2 separate regions of the Anser cygnoides genome follow, and region 1 is linked to region 2. Evidence: chromatin contacts called from public Hi-C data. All regions are on one chromosome and are shown on one strand. Each heading gives the region's core, a stretch centred on a gene start, on an enhancer-like site or on the middle of the called end of the contact. The rest is flanking DNA. Distances are from core to core; before and after follow the strand shown.

Region 1 (6,260 bases), core at 2,795-5,294, 370 kb after region 2:
TCCTGATCCTGTGTTGGATTCACTCTTTGCTCTGCCTTGCTTAGCTGGATTGGTAGGCATTGAAAGACAACAGGTACTTCAGCATCTATCAAGTACCCACAACATAGTCCAGAGCAAAATTTTTAGGGATGCAATCAATAGGTAGTTTGTTGGATTCTCTTGTGACGCTGTGCCAGGGGTTTCTCCTGCATCCTAATCTGCAAAGCTTCTGCAGAAGGCTGCTTTCCCTGGAGCTCCCTAGATATGCCCAGCTTTCCAGAAGGTTTCTATGTTTGATATTCATTTTGCTGGGAGAGGAAGAGGGAAAGCTTAGGCATTAGTCCCTACTGTCTTGATATAGGAAATAAGCTAGTATTTTTTCTCTGACATTTGCTTAAGGCTGCAGAAGAAATTACATGAACAGAGTCCTCTGAGGACTGGAGTGGAGAGCTGAGCCTAGTGAGCTTCAGGTCTCTCATCTACGAGAAGAACTGTCTCTAGCAAAGACTCTGCCTGTCACTACCCCTGTGTGCTGAAAGCAGGTGACTTGGCAGGGGTGTGTCGCATGGTGAGTTGGTCATCGAGAGGATGTGACTAGCTACATTCACAACTTTGCAGGTGACAGAAAGACAGCCTCCTAAGGACGATGAAGGTGAAGGCCGAGGACTAGAAGTAAGCCTGATGGTTGCCTTGTGTTTCATAGCTTCCAGAAATTACCCACGTTGGGTGCTTCTCTTGGAAGCTCAGTAACCAGAGGCAGACCCTGCCCATCGAAAGCTGCCGGCCCCCCAGGCTGTGAGCCCAGGTGAGGCGGCCCGGCAGAGCTGGGACCGTGCTGTCCTTCCCTGTGTGTCCGTGGGAGCACCACCAGGGCCACTGCTCCACAGCCTGGGTATTCCTCATCCCAAAGGCAGGCATTAAATAAACACCTTGCAAAAACACTCTCTCACCAACATGCAATTCTCTTCTCCTGCTCTCCACCTCTGTACACACAGATTTCAATAGATACCAATGACATTTTATGTCAGATTAAAAGACGGGAAAAAATGACAGTGAGAATAATATTGAAACTCATCTACAGCATGTCTGCGTTACAGAATATTTATCTTTTGGTAACTGCTTATTGGTGCACGAAGAGAGGCTTTCATCTAAAATATAGCTCTGTTCTATCCCCAGCAGAAAATGAATATCTCGTTTAATATCTTCCTTTTTTTTCTCCCCCCTAGAGCAAATGAACGGCCTGTATTAAACTGTCCTGTTTTACAGAGTACAGTCCACACAAATAGTTTTGGTGTTTGGTCACAAAAATATTGAGGGGGTGGGAGAGAAGAAGAAGGGTGGAGAGAGATCTGCTCCCCAAGCACTCCTGGATATCAGTCGTTCAAGAAGGCCTAAATGGAGCTCGGTAAGGAAGAACACAAGCCTCAAAAATGTATAATTTTAAATGTAATTAATACCTTTAAAAAATCTAGTAACCTCAGTGTCAAGCTTTCTGAGGTAAGAAATACATAATAATTGTATCTTGAGTTGCACCCTAAGTAGCTAGAACTGAAATAAAGTAGGTCTGAAAGGAAAGGTTATGTAATAACATAATTGAGAAACACCACTACAATTGCTATTAATAACAGAACAATTGAGAAACACTGTGTGGCATTTGTGTGCATTCAAGAACCTTTGATTCACCAGTCCCAGCTGTTTATGGTGAAGTAGGAATTTACTCAATCTCAAGTTATCGGGACCCCATCACTTCATGTCTTCCCATTCCCAGATCTACATGGGGTTCACTCATCTTTGGGGCAAGGGGAGAACTTGCATATCCTAACCCATAATTCTGCCAAAATCCTGCGATGAGCCCATTGCTGTGAACCAGTAAATAAGGTAATTCTAGAAGCCCAAGTTTGTTTCCGTAGCTACATAACATTACACAAACATTTTGGTTGCAATTTTGTGGCAATGGTTTCACAGTTACTTGATTAAAATACAGTGCCGTGCTGCTTGGAGCCTGGGACTGTCTGATATTGGTGAAAGCTCTTTAGAAGTGCTACAATTTGAAATTACAGCTTACCCTGTTTGAAGGGATATTTTTAGTCTATTTATTCAGAGTATAAATATAGTTCTATACATCACTGGTTTAATGTCCCTCTCTGGAACTGGTCAAAAAGACATTGTACCTGGCACCAAGCAAAGGTCAACAAATGGGTATCTTTTTTTTTCCCTCTCTCTCTCTCTTTTTTTTTTTTTTCTAAAGCAGAATTAAGTGCTTTAGAAAACAAAATATCTTGTCAGCAAAGGCTGCACGTCTAACCCCTTTACTGCAGTGACCTACTTATAGGAAATACTCCTATTGAAAAAGGCTTTTCCAAGACGTAGCATTTCAAGCAAAAATATATCTAAAATTAGGTGGAAAGTGTTTAAGGGATCCCTGAGCAAAGATAATCGAAAGAATAAAAGGCGAGAGCAGGGAAATGGTGATGAATCACCGTGTAGTCAGGAGGAGTGATGTAGTGCATATTTCTATGAATGGCCATTCTCTGGCTTTATTATCAACAGCTTCATGAGTTATTTATTTCTGGTTATTTGTTTGGGTGTCAGGGGGATGTTTGTGTCTGCAAATCCCTAGAAACCAAATTTTTATGTGCATACAAAAGGCACAGCAGTGACAGCGCAGGCAACCATGTCCCTGCTCAGCTGTTGCCCTTGCCCTTGACCTAAAGGGAACCTCCCTTCCACACAATAACCCCACAGCATATATTTGGTTTCTGCATTAATATAGCTCTGGGCTTTTCTCGAGCTGGGTTTGCTAGTTGTACTGAACTGTGAAAAATTCTTTGAAGAGCAGTAGGGTTGGGCTGACTTCAGGTTTGATTTGTGCTGGGGGAATGCAGAAAAAGGTTGAATTTCTTCTGATAAGTGGCCTCTCCTCAACATGTCGCTCTTCCAGTTGGGGCCTACCTGAGTCCTGCCACAACTTGCACACCTGAGCAGGTAGGAAAGTCCACAAGGATTAAGTGGGCTCTGCAGTTCTCTTCTCAGTGGAGTTCCCACCAGAAAAAAAAAAAAAAAAAAAAAAAAAAAACACACCATCAGATCCACTTCTGGGTGGTGTTTCTCATCATCTCACATTTAGGAGGCATAAAAGTCTAGCATCCTTCATATTATGGACTGTGCACTGAAATGTGCATGGGGTGGGATGTTTTTTATGCCCCTTTGTTGAGGTGAGGTGACAGTTAATTTCTGGAGGTGAGTGACACTGGGTAGAGGAGGTTGGGGGTCCAGAAGCTGAGCAAAGATGAGATTTCTGCATATGCAGAAGACGACTTGGGACCAGGAACTACAACACAGGCAGACAGGTGTACATCATGGGACCACCCTGAGAAATTCATGTTACTTCTAGGGACACACATCTATCAACGTCCATAACAGCTATTTATGCTCAACCTCTTTATAATATATTTTTAATACTTGATTTTGGGGGTGATCTTTTTACTGGTAGCATACAACAAATAAATACTTTAGGTGAGATGGGGCCGGGTTTCAGTGAGGAATATTACATATGTGTGTGTGTGTTTTTCTTTATTTTTCAGTTTTGACTATATATTTGCAAAATTCTCCCCAAAAATCATTCACCAGAGAGTCAGGAGGGACTTTGCAAGACATCTGAGTCCTGTTTCCAGTTTGCTATAAGGTCCTGCAAGCCTGGGCATGTACCGTGATCTTTGTATGTCCCACTTCTTCATTTCGAGAGTCTGGTGAGTCTCCCTGTCTCATATTTGCAATCTGGGGCTACATTCTTGACATTTTACATATCACTCAGATGCTGGTGAGACTGAGCAGTAGAATTATAAAAATAATACACATATTACAAAAGGATCAGATGAGTTAAATTCTTACTTCATTACCTGACCTTCCTTTTATTCCGTTATTTGTTCTCTCCATTTCAAAAAATGGAGATTTCCACTTCCCCTCTGATATTAAAATGCAAGGGGCGACCAGGAGAGCTGTTCTGCTCCCCAGGCTGCGGCACAGAGGGCTGGATCGCCCGCTCCGCACTCGCCTGGTGTGTGGAATACATATCCACATCCACGTCAAAGGGAGTTCCTCCCGCAGAACAAAGGTGGAATGCGCAAGCGGGAACGCGTGGGGCGCCGCCGAAAAAAGGGGGCTGCTCCCATTGGGCAGATGAAGAGAAAATACTGTCTCCACTGCAGGCAGGAGAATGGTGCGAGGCATACGGCTTTCCTGGTACTTTTTATCTCATCGTAAAGGAAGCAGTGAAAAACCCCAAACAATCCCATAGCGTAACAAATAAAAATATCGGGGAAGTCATTTCCCACTCCTGCGAGGCACACAGGAGCCCCAAGAGCAGGACATTCATTTCTGTGCTGCTTGTTCAGTTTTGCATCCCCTGAGCACTCTGAATCAAATTTCCAGTATCTGCACACTGTAACGGGGCTCCCCCACACCCTGCAGTTCTCCCAGCACAAACCTCTGAGTTTCCGAGTGCAGACAGCCCTTTCTGAACTCTGGGTGGATTTTATTGTGTTCTCAGCCACCAGCTTCCAGCTGTCCTTTTTCATTCCTTTATGAATGGCTATGGACATACTGAGAAGTATATACCTTAACATAGACATTCACAAAGCCACACGAACCATATTGCTTAGTAAGAGAAGTAAAACTTGTTCACTCTTTCCCTCAGTGCTTTTGTGTTTTTAATTGCTACTAGGTTAAAAGCAGATTTTCATGATTATTTTTATATATTTTGAAGTCTTCGGACTACATATAGTAGTCTGCATCCTAGTCCGCTGAGAAAAATCCCATTGCTTATTTAAAGGGCAGAAACAAAACAGACAGATGACAAGATGATCACTGTCTAACATATCACCTACCCCACAACAAGGATTGCACCTGGAAAGTGTTTATTACAGCCAGAAAGACAGCCCTCCCTTAGATATTTTAGGATGTGACTCATGATAATGACTAATAGAAAGTTACTTTACTCATAAATCTGCTCTGTCCTGTATCCATCTGTTATTCTTGTTCTTACAAAAGGCAAAACAATTTGGCAGAATGTTTTTACACAGATATAATACATTTACATGATTGACTCTCCATTGCTGCTGGAAAAGCAAGCCATTGTGGCATAAGAATACGCTGCAGGAATTCCTTTATGGATAACGTTTTTGCACTGGCAGTTCCAGGTGAGCCATCTAGAGGCAAAAGCAAGATTGTCTTAAGAATACTCTACACTAGTAGTGTAATGAATTCCTCTCAAATAAATATCCTAAAAAAACTCATAGCATCATATGCACCAAGAGCTGAGAGATTGCCATCTGTTAAATTCATAAACCTCTTAAATGCTTTAATTTCCTGTATGCTCACACTATGAGTTTAACAGTTTCCTCTGCTTTTAAAAATGATTTCTGAGAGCAGTTTGGATTGCTTTATGCTAATGTAGTATCAAGAAAAGCCTATATTAATTAAAATAAATAATATACTAATTAAAGGAGAGAGTGTAGAGTTAAAGAAAAACTTGGAATCTCTTCCTGCTCTTGACTCACTGTGTGACGCTGGGCTATTCTCTTAATTGGAGTCAGTTTTACCACCCATAAAGTAGGACTCATGATTTTATTATCTTTGTAAAGCACTTTATGGTCTTGGAAGAGACACCAAAACACTACAATAAAGATACACACAGAGTAAATACACGGGTTGGCCACGTTTTGCCTTTGCTTCCCTCTTGCTTGGTCTTATTAAAATCCGAACTACGCGGTGCATAAAGCAGAGCGCAGCCAACAGCCGCCTTTGCACTTCGCAGCAGCACAACACAGCTAAAGGAGGATGAAACTCACCAACCTAAAACACACCTGGGGTGGTCTGGGAGCAGGGGTACCCCTGGTGCACCCTGTGGGAGAGTTAGAGTGGGTAGCCATCAAAGGCTTATTTACCATTAGAACTGGTAAATTCCTTTGAAAATGTTTCTATTCGCACAAGACTTCCCCGTGCCATCTAACTGAAACCACTGAAATACAAGACTTTCTTCTCAACATGCTGGCTAAAGCAATGCAGTTGGCAGCCTGACCTCTGCTGCAGCGCTCGCAGCTGATTACACGGAGCGACGTCGGCGGGGCTCCTGGGCTGTGAAGCGGGAGGTACAGCAACAACCCTGGGGGCGCCAAGTCCCAAACCCAGCTCAGACTGCCCCAGTTTAGCAATTGCTGGTGTCCAGTGCAGCCACAGCTACACCAACTGCTAAAAGTAGACGCGGATGCTGTGCCTTCATA
Region 2 (6,627 bases), core at 1,587-4,086:
GTAAAACTGTTTTACATGTGTACTGGCCGATCCACTGAGAATACACTGTAGAAACAATCCTAATAAGTGACAGATGGAAAAGATGACTTAGACATTTTTAGTTCTCATTACCGTGATACGCTTAAGTACAACTGCTATCAGATAAGCTTACTGTTTGTAATGTAATACATTTGAAGATTGTCGTTAGCCATTCCATTAGCGCGCTTGATTTGCCTCAAAGAGATGACAGTAGAAGCTGGGGATGTAAGATCTGTTTCCACTGTAGTCATGGTATTACTACCATTCCTTTAACAGAAATTAAACAGCTTGTTTACTTAAGTAATGATTTAACTAGCTTACAGTCAACTATGCTATTTTTGAAGGAGTTATGCAAGTTTCATCCTTACTGTTGAATGCAGAGAAAAGTAAATAATACAAATGTGCTTAAACAAATAAAATATGCAATCAAGTCAACCTTGGAACAAGGGCCAGAACATAACCATGTCAATGTGTAAAAACGCCTGGTGGGAGGAACACAGAGCCAGACTCCTCTCAGTGATGCCCAGTGGCAGGACAAAAGGCAACAGGCACAGGCTGAAATACAGGGAATTCTGTTCAAATGTAAGCCTTTCTTACAGTGAGGGTGGTCAAACACTGGAGCAGGTCGCCAGAGAGGCTCTGAGATCTCCATCCTTGGAGATATTCAAAACCCAGCTGGACAAAGACCTGAGTAACTTGCTGTGTTTTATCCTGTATTGGTTTACTGCTGGGATATTCTAGAATGTGAGAGCCTTTGCAATTAATTATGAAGCCTGAATTCTCAATGGTCCCTTGTCAAAGCAGGGGGAATATTTAATAGAAAAAGCCAGGGCATGTTCTTCTCTTTGGTCTGCTGCTGTGTGTGCTTATGTACCTTACAGAAAAGTGTTGTGTTTCAGAACTTTGGAACACAAGGAGAGAAAAAACAAAACCAGAAAAAACAATTCCAAGATGTCCTGTGGTATGATGTAAGATATCTTCGAAAAATAGGCTTGAAAATATGCTAGAAGTATTAGTTATTGCCTGTTAGTTCTGCTGGACAAAGGACATGAATCTTCATGAAGTTTGAAAACACTTCTGGGACACTCAGTGAATCCCACTGAAAACCAGATAACAACCAAAAGTCATTGCATCTGTCAAATCAGTTTTGTTATTAAAGGGAATGTTTCCATGATAAATGGAACAATTTAAATATACTGTCTACCCACATATTGTGGACAGGACCATCTCTTGCTTTTTACCCTCAGATCTATGTTCCCTTGTGCAACACAGTGCACATCAGGTGGTTTTTGTCCTCCATCAGGAGCTCATTCCTCTTGCATGCTGTATCACTTGCCAAGGACATCAGGATCCTTTGGAAGGGAAAGAACAGGGCAGAGTAAATGCAAGCTATTACTTAATATTAATGACCTTACCTACTATGTGTAAAATATTTGATTAAAGAATAGTCTATATTCTGTGCACAAACATGCATTCCCACATCTGTGGAGGGACAGGGAGAGGAAGCTCAGGAGCTATTCTCTTGCCACAGGAACCACTGCCTTTTTAGTGTGTGCAGCTCAACGCGTGTATGGTGGTGGTGCCCTCTGCCAACAAAACATACCTGGTGTTAGTGACAGCCGCGATAGCTGATCGCAATTCTGTCCCACAGCTCCATGACATGGGCTGGGGAAGCAATTTGCTGACATCCTATTTCAAGATGTAGCAAGCTTCATCTCAAGGTACATACAATGGATTTATTTTCAATACAAACATACGCTTCTGTCATGGCGAACTGCAGCATGAAGGGGAGGAAAGAACGAGATGATAGTACAGGTTGTTATGGTATAGGCTATTCTCTGCTCAGTCCTTATGTCTTACCAAGTAGATTCTGCTCTTACATTGCAAGTTGTTACCGTGTGTTCGGTAAATGCCGTTAAACAGAGCTATGGTTTGTGTTATCTGTAAGAGATCAAGAGACAGGGGTCCGCAGTGCTGCCTGTTGTCCTCTCTGAGTTTTCCACGTGTCTGCAAATATTTCAGGGGAATTTTTCCCATTTTGAGCAGCAAAGCTGTGGCCTCAAATAGTTGCAAAGCCACAATCTCCAGACAACAGTTTGTAATGCACTGGAAAAGCCTTTAGCTTATTCGTTCCGTGTTTGGGCCTACGTGACTCCCCAGAAGGGGAAGGTTTCAACCTGACGGGCGGGCACGAGCCTTGTTGGGGCGCTGAGGAGCAGCAGGGCCCGGGCGCGCGGGGAAATGGCGGCGGGGCACGGGAACCGGGCTGGGCGCAGGGCCCCTGCCTCTCTCCAGGGACGGAGCTGAGCCAGGAGCGCCCCGAGCCGCCCTGGAGATGGCAGCATTGAGCAATTTATTTTCCGGAGTAGGCTTGCAGCACTTGTTTCCTCCTCGGAGGTGGAAGTTGTGCATGCAGCACGTTTCGGCCCTGCTAACTGCAGAGCGCGTTGAATATTCAGTTTAACTCAGCCCACAACGATGCGGGAAAACACACTCGGCTACTTGACGCTACGCAGAGTCAAATAATTTTATTCGGGGAACCTTCCCCCGGCATTTCTGCCGAGCGGGACTCGCTTGGCGGGCGGGGGCACACTTCACCGGGGGGCTCGGGGGCTGCCCCGCCAGCGGCTTCCACAACCACCACGCCGCCAAATGGCGTCACCGCCTCCTCCTCGCTCCCCGCCTCGCCTCAGCGCGGCCCGGGCGCCGCCTCCCTGACTGACGGGCGGCGGCACCAATGCGGGCCGCGGCCCCCGGCGGGCGGAGCTGGGGCTGGAGCCGGGGCCGGGCCCGGCGGTGGCGGCGGCGGCGGCCCCCGCGGCCGCGCTGAATGAGGGCAGGGAGGGAGGGAGCGGAGGGCTGGCCGGGAGCCTGGCGGCGGCAGCGGCGGCGGCTCCGGGGATGGTCCACGCAGCGGCGCCGTCCCGCGTCGTTCTCCTCGGAGCGAGCCTGAGCTGCGGCGGCGGGCGGAGGGGGTCCCCGCCACCGGTCTGGGTGCGGGGCGCCGGGAAAGTCCGCGGAGAAGCCGGCCCGCAGGGAGCCGCCGCCGGCCTGGGGCGCGGGAGGGGGCTGCGCCGCCGGGCGCCGAGGCGCTGCCGCCTGGAATGAGGAGGAGGAGGAAGAGGGGATGTGCCTGCCTGCCTGCCTGCCTACCGCCGCCGCGCCTGGAGATGGCACTTTGTGCGCCTAACGAGATGGGACTGAATGGGGTCGCCAGCCTCCTCCGCACGGCCGAGCGGGAGAAGCAGCAGCAGCAGCAACCTCAGCGCTGATACTTGGAGGGCGGCTGCCTTGTGGTTGTTTGTTATTTTTGTTTTTTTTTTTTTATTTTTTGGGGGGACGAAGAGTGCTTTTTTTTTTTTTTTTTCGGGTGCAAAGCCCGGACTTTGCAAAACAATCTCCGCCCCCAAGAGGATATTTAATCTGCAGCAGAAATCGCTACTCGCGGAGGCAAACTTGCGAAGGGAAGCGGGGTGCTGGGCCAGGCGGGCACCCCAGGCCCGCAGGATGCGTGTCCCCACCCCGGCCGCTGCTCCTGGGACGAGGCTTTCGGCTGCACCGAGCGGGACTGGACTTTTTATGGACACGCTCACCCATCTGAGGGCGATTCGGGCATAAACAGCGACACAAACTCTGATTTGGTGCTGGAAGCTGCCTCTGCCGCTGAACAGCTGCTCGCCCCCTGCTTCTGCCCTGTTTTCAAAAGGGGATCCTGAGCTCTTTTGCCTTTTTTTTATTATTATTAATTGTTGTTGCATGAATTTTGTTTTAGGTGGTTGTCTTTTCCGGCTGGCTTGGCTGTTTTGGGGTCTTGTGTACTACTGACTGCTGTAACAGCACCGCCACCTCTCGCCATGGCCAGCCCCACAGATAATAACGAGGGCTTCTTCTCAGATGTCAGAAAGGTGGGTTACTTGCGCAAACCCAAGAGCATGCATAAACGCTTTTTCGTGCTGAGGGCAGCCAGCGAGTCTGGACCCGCCCGGCTGGAGTATTACGAGAATGAGAAGAAATGGAGACACAAGTCAGGGGCCCCCAAGCGCTCCATCCCACTGGAAAGCTGCTTCAACATCAACAAACGGGCTGACTCCAAGAACAAGCACCTGGTGGCCCTCTACACCAAGGACGAGCACTTTGCCATTGCAGCTGACAGCGAGCCTGAGCAGGAGAGCTGGTACCAAGCGCTGCTGCAGTTGCACAACCGGGCCAAGGGCCACCACCACCTCCACCACCATCACCACCACCACCACAGCGATGTCACCTTTGGAGGCAGCAGCGTGGGGCTGGGGGAAGCGGGAGAGGACAGCTACGGCGAGGTAGCCCCTGGCCCGGCTTTTAAGGAGGTTTGGCAAGTAATCCTGAAGCCTAAGGGGCTAGGCCAGACAAAGAACCTGATTGGCATCTACCGCCTGTGCCTGACTAACAAGACCATCAGCTTTGTGAAGCTGAACTCTGATGCGGCTGCTGTGGTGCTGCAGCTGCTCAATATCCGCCGCTGTGGTCACTCCGAGAATTTCTTCTTCATTGAGGTGGGGCGCTCGGCTGTGACCGGGCCCGGTGAGTTCTGGATGCAAGTGGATGACTCGGTGGTGGCACAGAACATGCACGAAACCATCCTGGAGGCCATGCGAGCCATGAGTGAGGAATTCCGGCCCCGCAGCAAGAGCCAGTCCTCCTCCAACTGTTCCAACCCCATTTCAGTGCCCCTCCGTAGTAGGCACCACATCAACAACCCTCCGCCCAGCCAGGTGGGGCTCAGTCGCCGCTCCAGGACTGAGAGTGTCACAGCCACCTCTCCTGCCGGCGGAGGGGGTGGAGGCACAGGTGGCAAACCCAGCTCTTTCCGGGTTCGCGCATCAAGCGATGGGGAAGGCACGATGTCAAGGCCTGCCTCAGTGGATGGTAGCCCAGTTAGTCCCAGCGCCAACCGGACACACTCACATAGACATCGTGGTAACTCCAGGCTCCATCCTCCGCTCAACCACAGCCGTTCTATCCCGATGCCTTCCTCACGCTGCTCTCCTTCAGCCACCAGCCCAGTCAGCCTGTCATCCAGTAGCACCAGTGGCCATGGCTCCACGTCGGACTGCCTGTTTCCACGAAGGTCTAGTGCTTCTGTTTCTGGCTCCCCTAGCGATGGCGGATTTATTTCTTCTGATGAGTATGGTTCTAGCCCGTGTGACTTTCGCAGCTCTTTTCGCAGTGTCACCCCAGATTCGTTGGGGCACACCCCGCCAGCTAGGGGCGATGAAGAGCTCAACTACATCTGCATGGGGGGGAAGGCCACCTCATCCTGCTGCAGCCTGGCAGCTCCCAATGGCCACTTCATCCCACGCACCTGCCACCCGCAGCAGCAGCCCCGCTACCCTAGTACGCCGTGCTGTCCCCGAGGTGGCAGCGAGGATGTTGCCGACTTGGAGAAGGCCTTCAGAAAGCGGACTCACTCTGCAGGTACTTCACCCACCATCTCCCACCAGAAGACCCCCTCACAGTCTTCAGTGGCCTCCATTGAGGAGTACACAGAGATGTTGCCTTCTTACCCCTGTGGCGGTGGCCGGCTGCCCTCCTACCGGCACTCTGCCTTTGTGCCCACTCACTCCTACCCAGAGGAGTGTCTGGAGATGCACCACCTGGATGGCGGCCACCATCGGACCAACTCTGCCCCTCACACTGATGATGGCTACATGCCAATGTCACCTGGCGTGGCCCCTGTCCCCAGCGGCGGGGCGCCCCCCAAGGGCGGTGACTACATGCCCATGAGTCCTAAGAGTGTGTCGGCCCCACAGCAGATCATCAACCCTGGCAGGGGGGGCCGCCACCCTCCAGCCACGGTGGACTCCAACGGCTACATGATGATGTCCCCTAGCGGCAGCTACTCCCCGGACAGTGGCTCCGCAGGCTACGGCAAGATCTGGACAAATGGTGCTGGCCACCACCCGAAGCTCTCGGTGGAGAGCAATGAGGGGAAGCTCCCTTGTGGCGGCAGCGACTACATCAACATGTCCCCGGCCAGTGGCTCCACCACCAGCACACCACCCGACTGCTACTTTGGGGGCGCGGGGCAGCCGGCCGTCGAGGAGGCTGCTGCGGCGGCCCACCACAAGCCCATCTACTCCTACTTCTCGCTGCCACGCTCCTTCAAGCACGTGCACCGGCGCGGTGGTGGGACGGCGGGTGAGGAGGGCAGCCCCCAGCCACGCGTTGCCCTTGGTTCCAACCGCCTCCTCTATGCTGCCGAGGACTCGTCCTCCTCTACCAGCAGCGACAGCCTGGGTGGCGGTGGTGGTGGCCCCGACGGTGTCCCCCCGTCCCACCTGCAGCCGCCACGCAAGGTGGACACGGCCGTGCAGACCAAGGGCCGCCTGGCGCGACCCACACGCCTGTCGCTCGGCGGCCCCAAGGCCAGCACGCTGCCGCGGGCCCGGGAGCAGCCCCCGCTGCTGCTGCCCCCGGAGCCCAAGAGCCCGGGCGAGTACGTCAACATCGAGTTCATCGCCGGCGACAAGCCACCCTTCCCTGCGGCTGCCCTGGGCCTGCCACGGCTGCCAGGGAGCGAGGCTGCTGAGGAGTACATGAACATGGAGCTGGGCCCGCGGGCGGCCCCTGCGG

The links. A called contact is a pair of places that touch in the nucleus more often than the background predicts.
Region 1: a contact with region 2 is called in a Hi-C map of liver, with 2.9 times the contacts expected there. The contact joins the enhancer-like site here to the promoter of IRS1 in region 2. A contact is called at or near these places in 2 of 7 Hi-C or Micro-C datasets (granulosa cells and liver).

What each region holds. Positions count from the first base shown.
Region 1 is chr9:4,340,632-4,346,891 of Taihu_goose_T2T_genome, forward strand. No RefSeq gene overlaps it. Among named protein-coding and RNA genes, the nearest start is that of NYAP2, 210 kb to the right of the region's middle. Within about 2 kb of position 4,045, at least 1 of the 3 cell types and tissues checked has open chromatin away from gene starts, as enhancers often do.
Region 2 is chr9:3,976,475-3,983,101 of Taihu_goose_T2T_genome, forward strand. It overlaps IRS1 (insulin receptor substrate 1), which reads left to right and starts at 2,837. Exons shown (of 2, transcript XR_010833502.1): 1 at 2,837-6,627.